Linked DNA regions of Anas platyrhynchos: region 2 is linked to region 1. The links are chromatin contacts, called in public Hi-C maps. All regions are on one chromosome and are shown on one strand. Each heading gives the region's core, a stretch centred on a gene start, on an enhancer-like site or on the middle of the called end of the contact. The rest is flanking DNA. Distances are from core to core; before and after follow the strand shown.

Evidence for each region. Hi-C and Micro-C count contacts between places; a contact is called where the count stands out from the background.
Region 2: a contact with region 1 is called in a Hi-C map of small yellow follicle, with 2.8 times the contacts expected there. The contact joins two enhancer-like sites. A contact is called at or near these places in 2 of 8 Hi-C or Micro-C datasets (F5 follicle and small yellow follicle).

Annotation. Positions count from the first base shown.
Region 1 is chr1:145,842,476-145,849,542 of IASCAAS_PekinDuck_T2T, reverse strand. No RefSeq gene overlaps it. Among named protein-coding and RNA genes, the nearest start is that of IRS2, 200 kb to the left of the region's middle. Within about 2 kb of position 4,067, at least 6 of the 8 cell types and tissues checked have an H3K27ac peak or open chromatin away from gene starts, as enhancers often do. A contact at or near this core is called in F5 follicle and small yellow follicle, where this site is marked.
Region 2 is chr1:146,144,681-146,151,747 of IASCAAS_PekinDuck_T2T, reverse strand. No RefSeq gene overlaps it. Among named protein-coding and RNA genes, the nearest start is that of IRS2, 100 kb to the right of the region's middle. Within about 2 kb of position 3,642, at least 3 of the 8 cell types and tissues checked have an H3K27ac peak or open chromatin away from gene starts, as enhancers often do. A contact at or near this core is called in F5 follicle and small yellow follicle, where this site is marked.

The DNA.
Region 1 (7,067 bases), core at 2,818-5,317:
CCACATTTAGTTATTTTAAAAGAACTAAACACATCATAGTCTCAATCATAGGTCTGTTTACCATATAAACTGCAATTGGAGGAAGATAACTTCATTTTACGTGGTCCAGGTAAGAGAGAAAACTAACTGTGCAATTCAGGTCATAATGGAGATGCTGTTGAGTCTGAAGTAGACCTTGATAAGCATTTCAGTGCTGGCTATAATGAGCAGACTTTTAATGAACTTATGGAAAGAAAAACTGGAAAATTCTCTTTCTCTTACTTCTAGTCAAGCTGTTTCTATGGCTGTAACGACATAGACAAGATCCAGTTTGTACAAATGCTGCCTAAAAGTCATCTGATGGCCAGGCAGTATTCCAGTCCATTTCTTTCCAGGGTGTATCTAGCCCTGTGAGCACCTCATTTCATTAGGATTCTACTTTGCCTGTTTGGGGCATTTTGGGCAGGTGAGTCCTGTCCTCTCAGCAATATGTCTGTTGTGGGACAGTTTTAGTCAGCCATGAGACTGTTTTTTTCTTGAAGACACCTCCAGGTGACTGAAATCATCTAATCTAAATCTCCCTTGGCACAACTTGTGGTCATTTCCTCTAGTCCTATCATTAGTTATCTGGGAGAAGAGGCCGACCCCATCCTCATCACAACCTCCCTTAAGGAAGGTGTAGAGTGGATATAGGTGATATTGATACAGATAGATGTTGAAGGTGAGGGCAGGATATCATGGCTTTCTGTTGATCAGGCAGCCAGAAGAGATACCAGGACATGCTATACTGCATCCTGGGCAGTTCTTCATCAACCAAAGAGGTAGATGCCTAACTGGATCTGGACTGGATCACCCTCTTGAGCTCTCTGAGTTCCTTGCAAAAGTGTTATCAGAGAAATGCCCTGTTGAGGGACAAATTTGCACTTCGCCTTTTTGAGACACCGGAGGATATAGGCAATTCAGTTCTTCCATATCAGATGCTTCCTTGCCCTCCCCCCCACCATCCACCCTCTCCCAGGGACACCTGTCTGAGATGAGGCAATGCCTAAATGAGGTTGCCTGGATTATCACCCTGATCAGGTTATTCCGCTAAATACACTGCCATGATCTTACAAGAGCTCCAGTTCAATTTGAATATCAAAAAGTCTTGACATTATTGTGTCACCATTAGGGTGACAGAAGCTGGTAATTATCAAAATCGAGTTTCTATTTCAAGCATGAGAACTAAAAGTAACTGCTGGTTTGTTTTTTTGTGTGTGTGTGTGATTTTTGTTTGTTTGTTTGTTTGTTTTTAATAGCATTTTAAGCAGGTACTACAAAATACAAAGAAAGACACTTATGTTAAGCCTATTACTTCTCAGAACAAGTTTTCAAAGAGCACCTCCAAAAATAGTTGCCTGTTATTGATCCTCTGCTCTGCAGATGGGACACTGACTGGGAAAATTTCCCCCTGCACAGGTGCTGCAGCACCTCAGATACTTGGGTGCAGAGTGTTGTGAGCTACAGCCAGCCTCAAGTATCCGTCAGTTCTTAAAATCCCCAAACCTGATTGGAGGTTTGCCCTCCATTTCCAGAGGAGCAGGATCACGCTCTCTGAGGGCACCTGAGAGCTGCTCTGCAGCTCATGTACAAAGTGAGCACATTCACACAGAGCCCAGTCACTCCTATTCAGTGCCCAGCACCAAACCCCAGGGAAGTTGTTTCTAGGTCAGTTTCTTGTACCGTTGTTCCAAAGTCCTGGCCAGGAATACGGAGGGGACAGACTCGAGACTTTCGGATGTTTTCAAATTCCCCTCCACTCTTGCATGCAGGTTAAAATCCACAGGGTTTTACCCCATGAACCAGCCTTCTGCTGCAATTTTGATTGGTGTTCCCTTCACTTTGGAGATATAAAATCATGCACACTTTCTGCTTTTTTGATTCAGATGTAAGCAGCATGTAAAAAAAAAAAAAAAGATGGTGCTTCTTTCTGCCTGACCCAAATGCAACTTTGCAGGAAGAGCAGCAGCATGCCCACACTGCTTATATTGTCATGCCAGAAGAATTAATGTCACAAACTAGTTTTCTTCAAAGCTAACCACATGCAAAAGCTGGGCTGCTTTGGCTGACTGGAGACAACAGGTATAAATAACCTCCTGTGCCCTAGAAAGCAAGAGCTGGGAAAGGATCCTTGAGTTGTTTTCTGCACATCAGCCTATGAGCTCGGGGTGTTTTAATGCTCTGTTGATGCCACAGGAGCCGATAGAAGCAGGGACAGATTACACTGAGAAGGAGGTAAACAAGTTGTTTACAACTCAGCGGGGCTGCAGCGTATCCTTCTTACATCGGCTGAAAGGCAATGAGAGCATTGGACACTGGGCGGCTGATGGGAAAGGATCCCCGGAGCTGCCAAGCTCTGGCTCCAGAAATGTCTGTGGGGCTTCAATAACAGGAAATCACGTGTGCTGTCATTATCAGCTGCTGAGCGAGACAGATGCACCCAGATCAATATCAGTGTCCGATATCAAAGAGCTATTGTGGCGGTACCGAGCGGTTTGAAATAAGGAGAACAACAAAACTATTTTAAATGATTAGGGCTAGCAAAAATCCCCAGACTTTCTCCTTTCTGTTTTGTTTTTGTTTTCAGAGGCAGTGGATTCATCACCGTTAAAGGAACTGAAAGTCCTCTCTGCCCAAAGTAGTTTTGACCATTATTGATTTAATTAAACTCTGTTTGCTTAAGACTGCAGTGGGAAAGGGCTGCAAATCAGCACTCTTCCTGATCTCTCCTAATACGAGAGTATCTGTTCACTCAGCTTGGGAATCAGCATGTCCTTTAGCACAGCTGAAAAGGGACTAAGCTTCTCTTATTATGCTGTCTAAAAATACAATGCAGGAACAAAGCAAAACATCTTCAGGGCTTTTCTTCAAAGCCGGACCTGGTGAGCAGAGAAATCCTGCACATGGACATGTGTGCTCCCTGTGCTGACATCCCTATGCTCCCCCCAAGCTGAGGGGGTCTTGGTTGCACTGGCATTATGTGTCAAGGCTGACTTCTGCAGTGGGCTTTCTGTTTCTCGTCATTTGTGTTGTCAAATAAAATATGACTGTAAAGAAGCATGCTATCTTAGCTTTGTACAAATTATATACCAAGGGATGAATTCTGTTTTACGCAAAGATATATTTCTCTGGATATTTGAAGATTTTATTTAATTATTATTATTTATTTTTTATTATTTTTAACAGCTGGTATGTTAGGGTATTTCTGAAGGATCATTTTCTCATATGCCCTTAAAAACACTGCAAGCTGTTGCAGAGAATTCCGTAGTTTTGGGGCCAGGAACAGAAATCCACAGGTAGAAGTAGGGAGCTTATTTCGCAGCCCACACATAGATACTTCTGTTATGCAAGGACAGCCCTGGCAGAAGGATTCCTAGGAAGTTCTGGCCCCTCATATTTCAGATAGGGAAGAATTTGTGACGTATGAGAAATGCACCAAGGTGAATCACGTGTTTCTTTCCATTGCTTCAGCTGGGTGACTGCTGTGCTACTGGTACCTCAGAAAAGAGCCAGCAGTTAAAACAGATATTTGTCTTCTGCCAGTTCTGCGGGTGGCTCATCTGTTTGCATTATGCACTCTAGCTTGTAATTGCATTGCTGTATATTTGCATGTGTGTGTAAACTGCTCGCATAATCCCGCATATCCTGATAAAAGCACTGTATAAAGATGAGGAGGCACAGTCTGCACGGTACCCCACACATACATTTCTCTTAAGTGCAAGTCAGGTACTTGATAAGCAGATTTGCATCAGGAAAAGGTCGAGCTCTGGCATCATTCCGGGCTGGGGAGAGGCACTGAGGGCAGCGTTCCTCCTTCCGCAAGGAAATGGTTAAGGCGAGCTGTTTTCCTGCTGCCAGCGCTGCTCCTGCTCCGGGGGCCGGGCGGAGGCAGCCCCGGAGGACCGCTCTTGCCTTCCACGATAAGACAGCCGAGCCCTCACCGCGATCCCCTTGGGTCCCCGAAAGGGGACGGGCAGAAGCGAGCAAACACCGCCGAGAACGAATGGGGGCAGAGGCGGCGGCCGGAGCAGCGCCGGGGCCCGTAGTAAACAAGGCGTCGCGCCGCCTCCCGCAGCCCCGCCGCCCCACCGCGGCCAGCGGGCCCAAGGGGTGCCTGCCCCCGGGCAGGGGTGCGCAGGCCTGTTTCAGCAACACTCTGACAGACCTGCTTTCCTCTGGCAGATCTGCCCGTAATTCAATGAAGGCGGCAGAGGGGAGAGAAGAGAAGCTGCTGAAAGAATTGTGCGGTGCAGAAGTAGGAGGAGGAGGTGGGTTAGGTCGTGCAGGCCGTGGCCAGCAAAGGTTGCTCCCAGGAGGATGAAGCTGAGTGCAGTGTGGATCAGCTTTGTACCCGTGTCTTGGGCTCCCTATTGGGGATAGTCCTTTTTCAGTGCAAGTTTGGCATTGCTTTTCGGTCACAGGAAACCTTGATCCAAAGTCTTTGTGGCATACGCTGGCACAGCTTCCCTACACTGTAGTAGCCATCTACCCCAGGCAAAATGTAGTCCCCTCTCCTTTTCTGATTCTTTTTAGGACATGAAGTCTTACACTCTGCAATACAGAAATGTTCTGCAAGGTCACTCACACGAAATGTAATAAAGCAAGCTTCCTGTTTCCCAGAAGAAGATTATGTCTGAGTTTCTCTTTTTCCCTCTTTTTACTCAAATTGCTATGTGCAATGTGTTCACTTTGGCAGGGTTCAACTGTGAAAGTCGCACCTGGGTCCTGGCTTCTCTCTCATGATATCGGTTTTCAGACTATTACAACATGTGTTTCAGTCTGTGAAGCTGATATTCCAGGGCTTCTGTGACCTTCCTAAATATTGTAATAGCTACTGGCCACCAAGTGACCCTGTCATTCCCTGGGTGCTTAGATAGGTATATCCAGGCTGACCTTCAGCCTGCATCCTGTCTTGCTGACTACTCTCTTATGTCTTCATCTAGGAGGTCAGAGATCAGAAGGGAGCCAGCCAAACTGGCCAAGGGGCAACCCTCACCATGGTGCAGAATAGCTGGAATGCCCTGAGTGGGCCAAAGAAAGTTGGAGGAAGAGGTGGAGAATAACAGCTGAAATCCTGGGGTTGCTGAAAGTCCCTGCACCTCAGCTGAAGCAATTTCATGGCTGTAGTTACACCCGCATTACCAGACCTCAGAGCACTTCCACATTTATGAGCCAGCCTGTGTGCTCTGGCCATATCCTAACTCTGCATCAAAGCTAGGTCTGCACACCAGCCTTCTCCAGCCTCTCCTGCATGTCTGTGGAAATGAAACCTTGTAGGTGAGGGCTGGCCAGGAATGGCAGCGCTTTCCTGATGGCACTCACCCACCACCACAGAATGAGTCTGAATGAGTCTTTACTTTTGTCCCTTATGATCCAGTGGAAAGGCAAATAGATTAGCATAGGTCATTGGCTGTTTAGGGCTGTTAGACTTCAGAGAAAGAGTGCTTACAGACTCAGGAGCAGGTAGGAGGTAGTTTAAAGAATCTGCTTTTTAACAGCTTTCAGTTATCGGTTTCTGCCTCCCATCTGAGACAGTGTGTGACTGTGTACTAATTAATGTGGTAAGATTGGGCCAAACATGCAATACAAACATGCAAAAGCCATTGAGAGAGAATTGTGCAAAACTTTTATTTTTTATTTTTTTATTTATTTTTTTTTTCAAAGATTTAAAGCCTGTATCTTCAGCAGAGAAGGGAATTTTGAGAAAGCATGAATAGATGATAAAGAACACTCCTCTACCATTTGAGATAAGGTCAATACCCTTTGCTGTTTGTACATTAACATTATAGTACCTATGGTAGTCAGCAGAACATTTCTGATTTAATCCAAGTACAACAGTAAACATACACTATAGGTAGTATGTTAGAGTATTTTACTTGTGTGATAAGTTTTGCACTTCTGAAACTAAATATAAACTAAATATATATTTTAATCTAATAATGTTTGCAAATGAGATAACCACATTGGGAATATTTTACCAGGGAGATGGAATATGAATTAAACAGTTAGGGAAGGAACAGTAGCCAGCAGACTAACTGTAAATGCTAGTTCATAGTATGAGATCTATGGAGTACAAAGAGAAGGTGGGAGAGAAGCAAGAATATTTCCAATGAGTAAATAAAAGAACCAGGAGGAGATAGCACAGGAGTCCAGACTGCAGGAAGGCTATGATGAAGCAACTCCTCATAGCAGCAAGGTGTTTGAATATGTAGGCAATTTCTTCAACAAGAGACTTCTTGGGAAGAACAACTGGAAAGCGGGTAGAAGGCAAGAGACAGGATGGCCTGAACCCTGTTAGAAGATGAAAAACAGAAAATTGAGGCAAGAACAGCAAACAGCAAGGGGAAGTCAGCACACCAGAACATGCAAAGCAACAATGGAGTTAGAAAAGGAGCTGAAGAACAGATGAAGAGGAGGAAAGCTGTGAGAGCAGGTCTATGTTGAACTTCTCGGTGAGAAGTTACCGAGGTCCAATCAGAGAGAACAAGCCAAGAATGAGAAGGCTGAAGGCAAGGAAACAGAGAGGCTGGAACAAGGCAATGGGGATTAGATACTGTGGTTGTAGGTGAAATGATAAAATAGTATTACTACAGCAGAAGAGGAAGTGCAAAAGCATTTCTAATGGAAGAAATTATCTCGTGTTGAACTTTACAATGTTCTTCCAGTGGCTCAGTGTCTAGCAGAAGAGAAAATGGGTATGCTGATATTTCCTGTAAGTTTTGTTCTGGATGTCAATTTAACTTAAATAAAATAAAGGATTGGACAGATAAATATATTTGTGTCTTTTTACAGCCATTTTGTCTATTAAAAGACTGACTTCAGCCCTTTAAATATCTGTTTGTAACAGCACTAATGAATTCCAGGGTCCTTCTAAGTAGCTGCTACTATGTAATGGCTCTTGCAGGCATCTGCTCAAACTGTATCCAATTAAAAAAATAAATCTAGGAACAAACTGCTCCCAGTTTCAGCTGGCTGAGAAGTATGAATTCTACTTTCATAAATGGCTTATTCCCTTTCTCAGTTCTGATTAGGGCTATTGGGCCAGGAAA
Region 2 (7,067 bases), core at 2,393-4,892, 300 kb before region 1:
TGTTAAAAATAAGTTCATGAGAATCTGCTCTGAGAGTAGCTGTAACTATCAAGACCAAGAGCTGCTATGATTACTCCACAGACTTCAGCACAAAAATGGCAATATATTCTGCCAACAAACAATGTGCTGTTCGATTGCGGTAGGACTATCAGCCCCAAATTGCCATCTGTGTCTCCTGCAGTGTTCGGTGTCCCATGTGGCTAATTAGCTGGCATATGCCATCATGTGAAAGAAGGAATTGTTCTATCTCGTTGGAATTTTTTTTGTTCTAAATGTAAGATGTTTACGCTTGTTCATCTAAAAGGTAGTATTTTTTTTATGGTGAACCATAACTGTTCCGTATACTACACAGAACAAATAGGACATATAATCTTGACTATAAAGAATTTATCTAATTCCAACAAAAAGCTTAGAGGGGCAGGTAAATGACTAGTCACACATTTTCAAAATTGCTTCAGATGGAAAACTGGGTTTTCAAGAACAAAAATTCACAAGAAATCCTTGCTTCAAAATGACTTGTTGGTTAGAAAGTAATCACTAATTTCTGTTCAGATATTCTGCTGCAGTCTTGCAAGAGTTATAGTTAGGTTGTTTGTGTTTTCTTTCTTTGTGTGTAATTCCCCTCCATCAACTGAACTCTGGTCCCACAGATGCAATCTCCTCTTTTGCTAATAGGAGACCATGTGGCATCTCATGGAATATGTAGGCTAAACAATAAACCTTATTTACAGAGAAGAATGCACAGCAAATAGTCCGTAGCTCCCAGTGGAATAGAAATATTTAAGAAAAAAAAAATAAATCACAACAAATTTTCACAAGGCAATTTCATTTCATTGGTTTAGTCTGCCTTTCCCTTGTGGAAGGGCACTGTCTCAATGCGAAACAGACATCAAGGAGCCAGAAGCGTGGGGGATTTGTAGTTGAAAAGATGAAGAGAGGAGACTGCTTGCTAAAATACTTGGAGCTGAAGATGCTGCTAATAATCTGATGCTGTTTTTTAAAGAATTATAACCTGGCAGATTCATTCAACTTCTGCTGACTTTAGAAGGTTATTGAGATAAATACATGGTTGCTTACTTTAGCAGTACAGATTCGCCTAAATAATTTTACAAACACTAGAGAGAAGAAAAAAAAATTGGCCTGAGACAACCATTTTGAACTCAAGAAGCAATAAAACCCTGCCTAAATATAACTAACCAAAATTATTATTCATAATTAATACATCTTTATTATGACTGAACTCAAATCTAACTCCTGCTACAAGTACTCTGGGATACAAACCGCCTTTTTCCATCCAGAATCTAAGGGCAGTACTGATGGATTCCTGTTTCATGAATAGAGGCTCTGATGAAAACAAAATTCCCAAAGAAGCCCTAAATGCAGCGGGGAAGGTGGGACACAGCAGCAAGGGTCCTCCTTTGGCAGGAATTTTCTTGTTACTTCCTTGTGGTACAGAATTGGTCTAGCACAGGTCTCAATCTTCTCATCTGAATCCCATACATGAAATAATTTCCTGCTGCTGGTGGTTTAAAATGTAACTATTAGACTGCACCCAGAGAAAGCTCAATATACCAGAAAACTCTTAAATAGATTAACTGTGAGCAACCATGATCCCTGTGGAGACCATGCCTAGGTAAGGTACACTGATCTTGTTCTGCACTTTCAAATGCTGCTTACAACTCTAAAACTACAATAAATCTGTAATAATTCACCTCAGAAGCCTCTCTCAGGGGCTTTTATCCCAAGTAGTTTGCCAGCTTTCTTAAGCATGCTTTACTGTATGTCGACACTTTGGCTTTTTGGGTATTTCTGTTTCTTTGCCCATATGAACCACTCCTTAAAATGGCCCGTTTCCCTGGCACTGGGAATGAAACTGGAACAGCTTGTCCTGGCAACTGTTGCTAGTCTACAGTAATTGGATGTATTAAAAATAAAAACAACAACAAAACAATTGTTTTTCCTCATTCCTTCCCAGTAGAAATCAATTAGTCACAGCCTTTATTTAGCACATGTGACATTTACCTAAGCAAAGGCAACTGGTGAGCCGGTTTTGTGTAACAGTCCTGGGGAGCACAGGTCTTACTCATGCTCCAGGCCTTGCTCTGTTGTCCTGGTTGTCACCAAGAGTTAGTCATTATGCAGAGCAGTGCCGGGTGTTTCTGTTAATAGGACAAACCGCTACAAGATCCTGTTGCCATGAATTTGGAACGAGTTGGATGGGGGAACTGTTTTCTTCGCTTGCTGTTGGAAGTGCCCTCCATCAGCACACCATGCAAAGAGCTTCCCTTGCTGGGCTTCCTGCCAGGGCCTCAGCATAAGCTGTCACCTTCGGTGCTTGCTGGCTGCTGTCCACCAGATCTCTATGTGTGCCTGCTCACGCAAGGGCTCACGCAATAAATCATGCAAACACGCACTCGTTCCTCCATCGAACAACACCAGCCTGCCTCCCTCTGCATCCAAGCCCCAGCAGCATTTGTGCCCAGTCTCAAGGGGATGTGGGGAATCATTTTATATTCCTGACAGAACCCCGTGTTTGCAGTTCTCTTGGCAATGCCGCTCAAGTCAGGTCAAAATTCAGCTGGGGGGTGGAAATGATAATAATGAAAGTCTTGGTTTGGTTTCCAAGGTTTTGTTTTGGACGAGCCAAATTTCATAGAAGTTGAGGCCCAAGGGATCTGTTGCAGATTTGGCCTTATTGCTCTTTTGGGGCTGAGGTCACTGTGCTTCATCACCCACATGCAAAACAAACATCTTTGCCACCTGGAACAAGGCAGATGTTCTCTTGATACCTCTGAAACAATGCAATTTTTTACCCTCCAACCTCTATTGTATTGGTATGCATTTGAGCAGTAGTAGTACAGCTAGGGTGTAGGCCCTGTCCCCCACAAGGTATGTGCCCTACTAACTGCTGGTCTTCCTCTGCTGCAGCCTCCTGACAGTGTTGTCACTCCAACTCAACATTTCTATTGTATTTATTACCAGCATCAAAGACAGAATTGAGTCAAATGAAATGTTGAATGCAACATGAAGAATTTTCTCAAGGCTTCCTTTCACTTCAACAAGAAATATCAGGAGTAATTCTTGGTTTTTGCCAAATTGATTTATTCTTTTGATTTTACCCCTATTACTGTCACATTAGACATTTTCACTGTCTCAGTTCTGACCAGCCTTGTGTCTTGCTGGTGTTTTGAGGGGCAGTTTCTGTCTGTCAGCTTTCTCACTCAGAAAAGGAAGCTTTCTTGTCTCTGACATTATCTTGAATGAAAAATAATGTTCTCACCCCTCAGTTTCATCTAGGTATCACCCTGCTTCTGCAAAGCAAGCTATTTTCGTGGATACTTTCACATGAGGACATTCTTCAACTCTATCAGCTGGTGATTAATCATTGCTTAGATTTAGAATATATAAAAATTTTATTTTTAAAAGTTACAATGCCATACGTAAAAGCCTCCAAGGGTGACTTTGAAGTTTGAAGATAATTATTTGGCAAGCAATGTGGGGTCTGCTGACATGGTTGGTTAAAGAACATATTGTGCTAATTTACAGTTACACTAACAGAGATAAGAAGCTTGAACTACAGAACTGAGTACAATCAGGGGCATGAAAACGGGACCTATGTTATGTCTGCTAAATCTCCCGAGGTTCTGGCTCCAGTTTAGAGCATTCCTTTACTTAAAACCCCGCTGTTGGAAAGAGAGATGTGTTGGATATTCCAGAGGAATTTGAAAGCTGGAAGACTTTCCAGAAAATGAGATTTCCTTTTAATGCTCAATAACATGATTCATCTATTGTTACCTGCTTTTCCTCTCCTGACTAATTGCAGAAGGTATGAGTTTTGTTCCCCTTTTTAACACATCTACCAGTGTCAAATATTTTACTGGATGGATTGATAGGTTCTGAACTTCACAAAGACTCTGCAGTCAAGGGGGCAAGGCAGCAGAGAAGTGTAAGGACATTGGTCTAGTTTGGCCTTATTGAGAGAACCTCAAGATGAACTTTGGTTATTTGTGTAGGAGTGATTTAAAATTCCTGCTCCATTTTTCTGCCAGACATTATTACCCCAGTAGCAGAGGCAGCAGAAAGGGTGATATACCCTTCTCTCAGCTACAGAGGTCACAGCCTGGTGTATTCAGTGAAACTGCAATAAATCTTAGCTTTTGGGTAGTAACTCCTGTCTGTGTGGGCAGGCAGCTGAGAATAATAACCTCTTAAATTACTCCAGCGTACATTGCAAGAACTCGTTTAGAGGCAGTGTGCATAATCCTGGGCCCAGATTTTCAAAGGTGTATTTCCTTGCATAAAGCTTTACGTACAGGCTGTATGTTTGCACATATGTGTGGTCATTAGGTTTTGTCTTTGTGCATGACACTATCAAAACAGCATGCATGAATTTGTCTTGTGTAGTGTGGGTGGATACTCATAGTGCTACTGATCACAGAAATGTACTGTTGCCTTTGGAAATGCTGCTCATCTGCCTATGTAAAATGGCTGATACCAGCACTGTGCTCTGTCACATGGCTGGGAACCCTGAGATGGCAAGTCCAAAGTCAGACACTTCTTCAAACCAGAGGTCAATGTCATGCCAAGCTTTGGATGTATGTAAAACCCTTGGGTTTTCCTCAGGGAAAAGCAGTTCTCACAGAAAGCAATATCCTTCTTTCCCAGAAGTTGGGAGCTACTGTCTCTCACCAATGCACCTCAGGATGCCATGTCCCCAGGCCCTGTGTCCTGCCCTGCTGCATGCCACTCAGCTGCTTACATACATGCCAGGTTTGTCACCTGTGCCACTAATTCCTGCTCACAGGTGGAGGTGCACAGTTCAGCAATCAGCTCGATCACTGGTAACATCACTACCATGCCTCTGAAAATACCTCATGGCATGGAAGCTTTGTGGATTGGCAAGCAATAGCTACAAAACTGTGATCTTTGTGTTCATTTATTTATTTTTGGTTAGAGGGTTAATTACATGCTGTAATCCCACATAATTACTAGATTCTTAATGGAGCCCAATAAAAAGATTAATAAAGCTATTCTGAAATAATTATTTCAGTACCCTTTATGTAGAGAAAGCAACAGTAATGAATTCAGTCTAAGAAGCAAGCAAGAGCTATGGAAATCTACATATCACCTCACCATCACATCCTCTGCGGGTCTAGTCCCTCACTGAAAGACTTTAAATAGGACTGTGAAGTCACATTGACCTTGGCTGAGTTTGGACTCCCAGAATTCTCTAAATGGATATTAGTTGCACCCTTAGTTCTTTGTATTTCCTCAGAAATTTCTGATTAGAGTGAGGCCTGCATCTTCTTCGATTCTAAGTCAAACTATTCTTTTCATAGCTTTCATTTGTTTTTAATAAGTGTTTATTTATAAACAGCTGTACTTGACATTTAATTTGAGATGGAGCTGGGTAGTGTTTTTCTTTCTGTGGTAGATATATCTCTTCAGGAAATGCCTGCTAGCAGCAGGACTTCTGGGTTTGTCTTGGCATATTCAAACTGGCACTTGGAAAAAATAACTTAATTCATGACTCTTTACGTTTTTGTTGTTGCTAAGGGTTTTATGATTACAGAAGTATAGTATGCATGCATGTATGTTTGAGTACGGATACAATTATTAGTGGAGTTGTGTTTGGGGTTTTGCAAATAGTTATCTGAGAGAATGGTTAGTAGGCATGTTGACGGATATGTGAGCCTCCATTCACATCCATATGGCTTGCAGCTGAAGTCACATAGGAAATATGGTTAATATGAATCACCCTCAGTTAAAATTTAGTGATCATACATGTCATCAAATCAATAAAAATGCTGACCTGATTTAACCCAACTTGAAAACCATTGTACTCAGGTTGACATCTTCAGTTAGCCTTGCAACAGGCTAACAAATGTGGCCTTGCAACATTTGAAAACTGCAAAGCCAGTAATGACAGAAGCCTACTTTAACCTACAAATGGCAGGTCCTTTTGGTTCTGTGAGGATTATTTTTATCAGACCTGTTTTCTGGTTTTGATTTTATTCCTCAGAAAATGAAGTCTATTAACAGCCCAAGTACATATTAAATTTTGAAAGCGTAGATGTTTCCTTTTTTCCATATACTCTTTGGCTGCTTCTGCCTTGCAATGTTTCTGTTCCCCTCCCTCTACCCTGAAGAATTCTAATAATGGGTTTGGGTGAAGTCATCAGAAAATAAAAGTAGTGAAATGCATGAAAACTCAGAAGGGTGTCTACTTTTTCTTGGAATGCTTCCTTTGAGTAAGGTCTGAAATAATCTAAGCAAAACATGATCTTTTCTTCTTTTTCCATTAGGGAAGGTCAGTTTAAATATGACTTTACATCAGTGGGCTATACCTGTGTAGAGAAGTTACCTTACCATAAATGTTATTTTCACTCTTATTCGTTAAGTTTACCTTGTTGAGAGCCATGCTACGTTGTATATTCCATGTAATCATAACAAAATTTTAACATTATCTGTAAGCACAAGATGTGGTTGTGATTAGAAACTTTAATTACTTCAAGTTTTCTTTCCAATTTCTCCCCTCCTTCTCTTTACTCAGCAGCAGACTGCAAATACTCCAGTAAATAAAGACTCAAGCTATATATTTCTTCTAAAAACCAATGTTTTTATGAATATTTCTGTCTTTCTTCTAAGAAAAAGGATCTGTAGCAGATCTGGTACTGAAGGTGATTCTCCTTGTAGCCCTTCCTCAGATTTCATTCATTTGTGTTCCACTTTGAACCCTAAACCCGTTTGTAGTGACTTTTCTGCTATAGTTTCTAAACATTCTACAGTTTCTAAAGATTGTGTGGTGTGGATGGTTGATGCAACTGAGGCTGTAGAGGTAGGTATCTGGTGCCTGAAATACAGGCATTCTGTCTTGGGAATTGCTGTAAACCACCTGCACTGATTTTCAGGGTAGACATAAGAGAGGATTTCTATCTGCACATTGGTCCAGTGTTCAGAAAACAATCTAGCTTTCTAATTTACTAGCTTGCTAGCTCGCTAGAATACTGACTCCTGAGAATCAGTTAGCGATGGTTCATGTATCTTAAATTGGCACTGCACTGTGG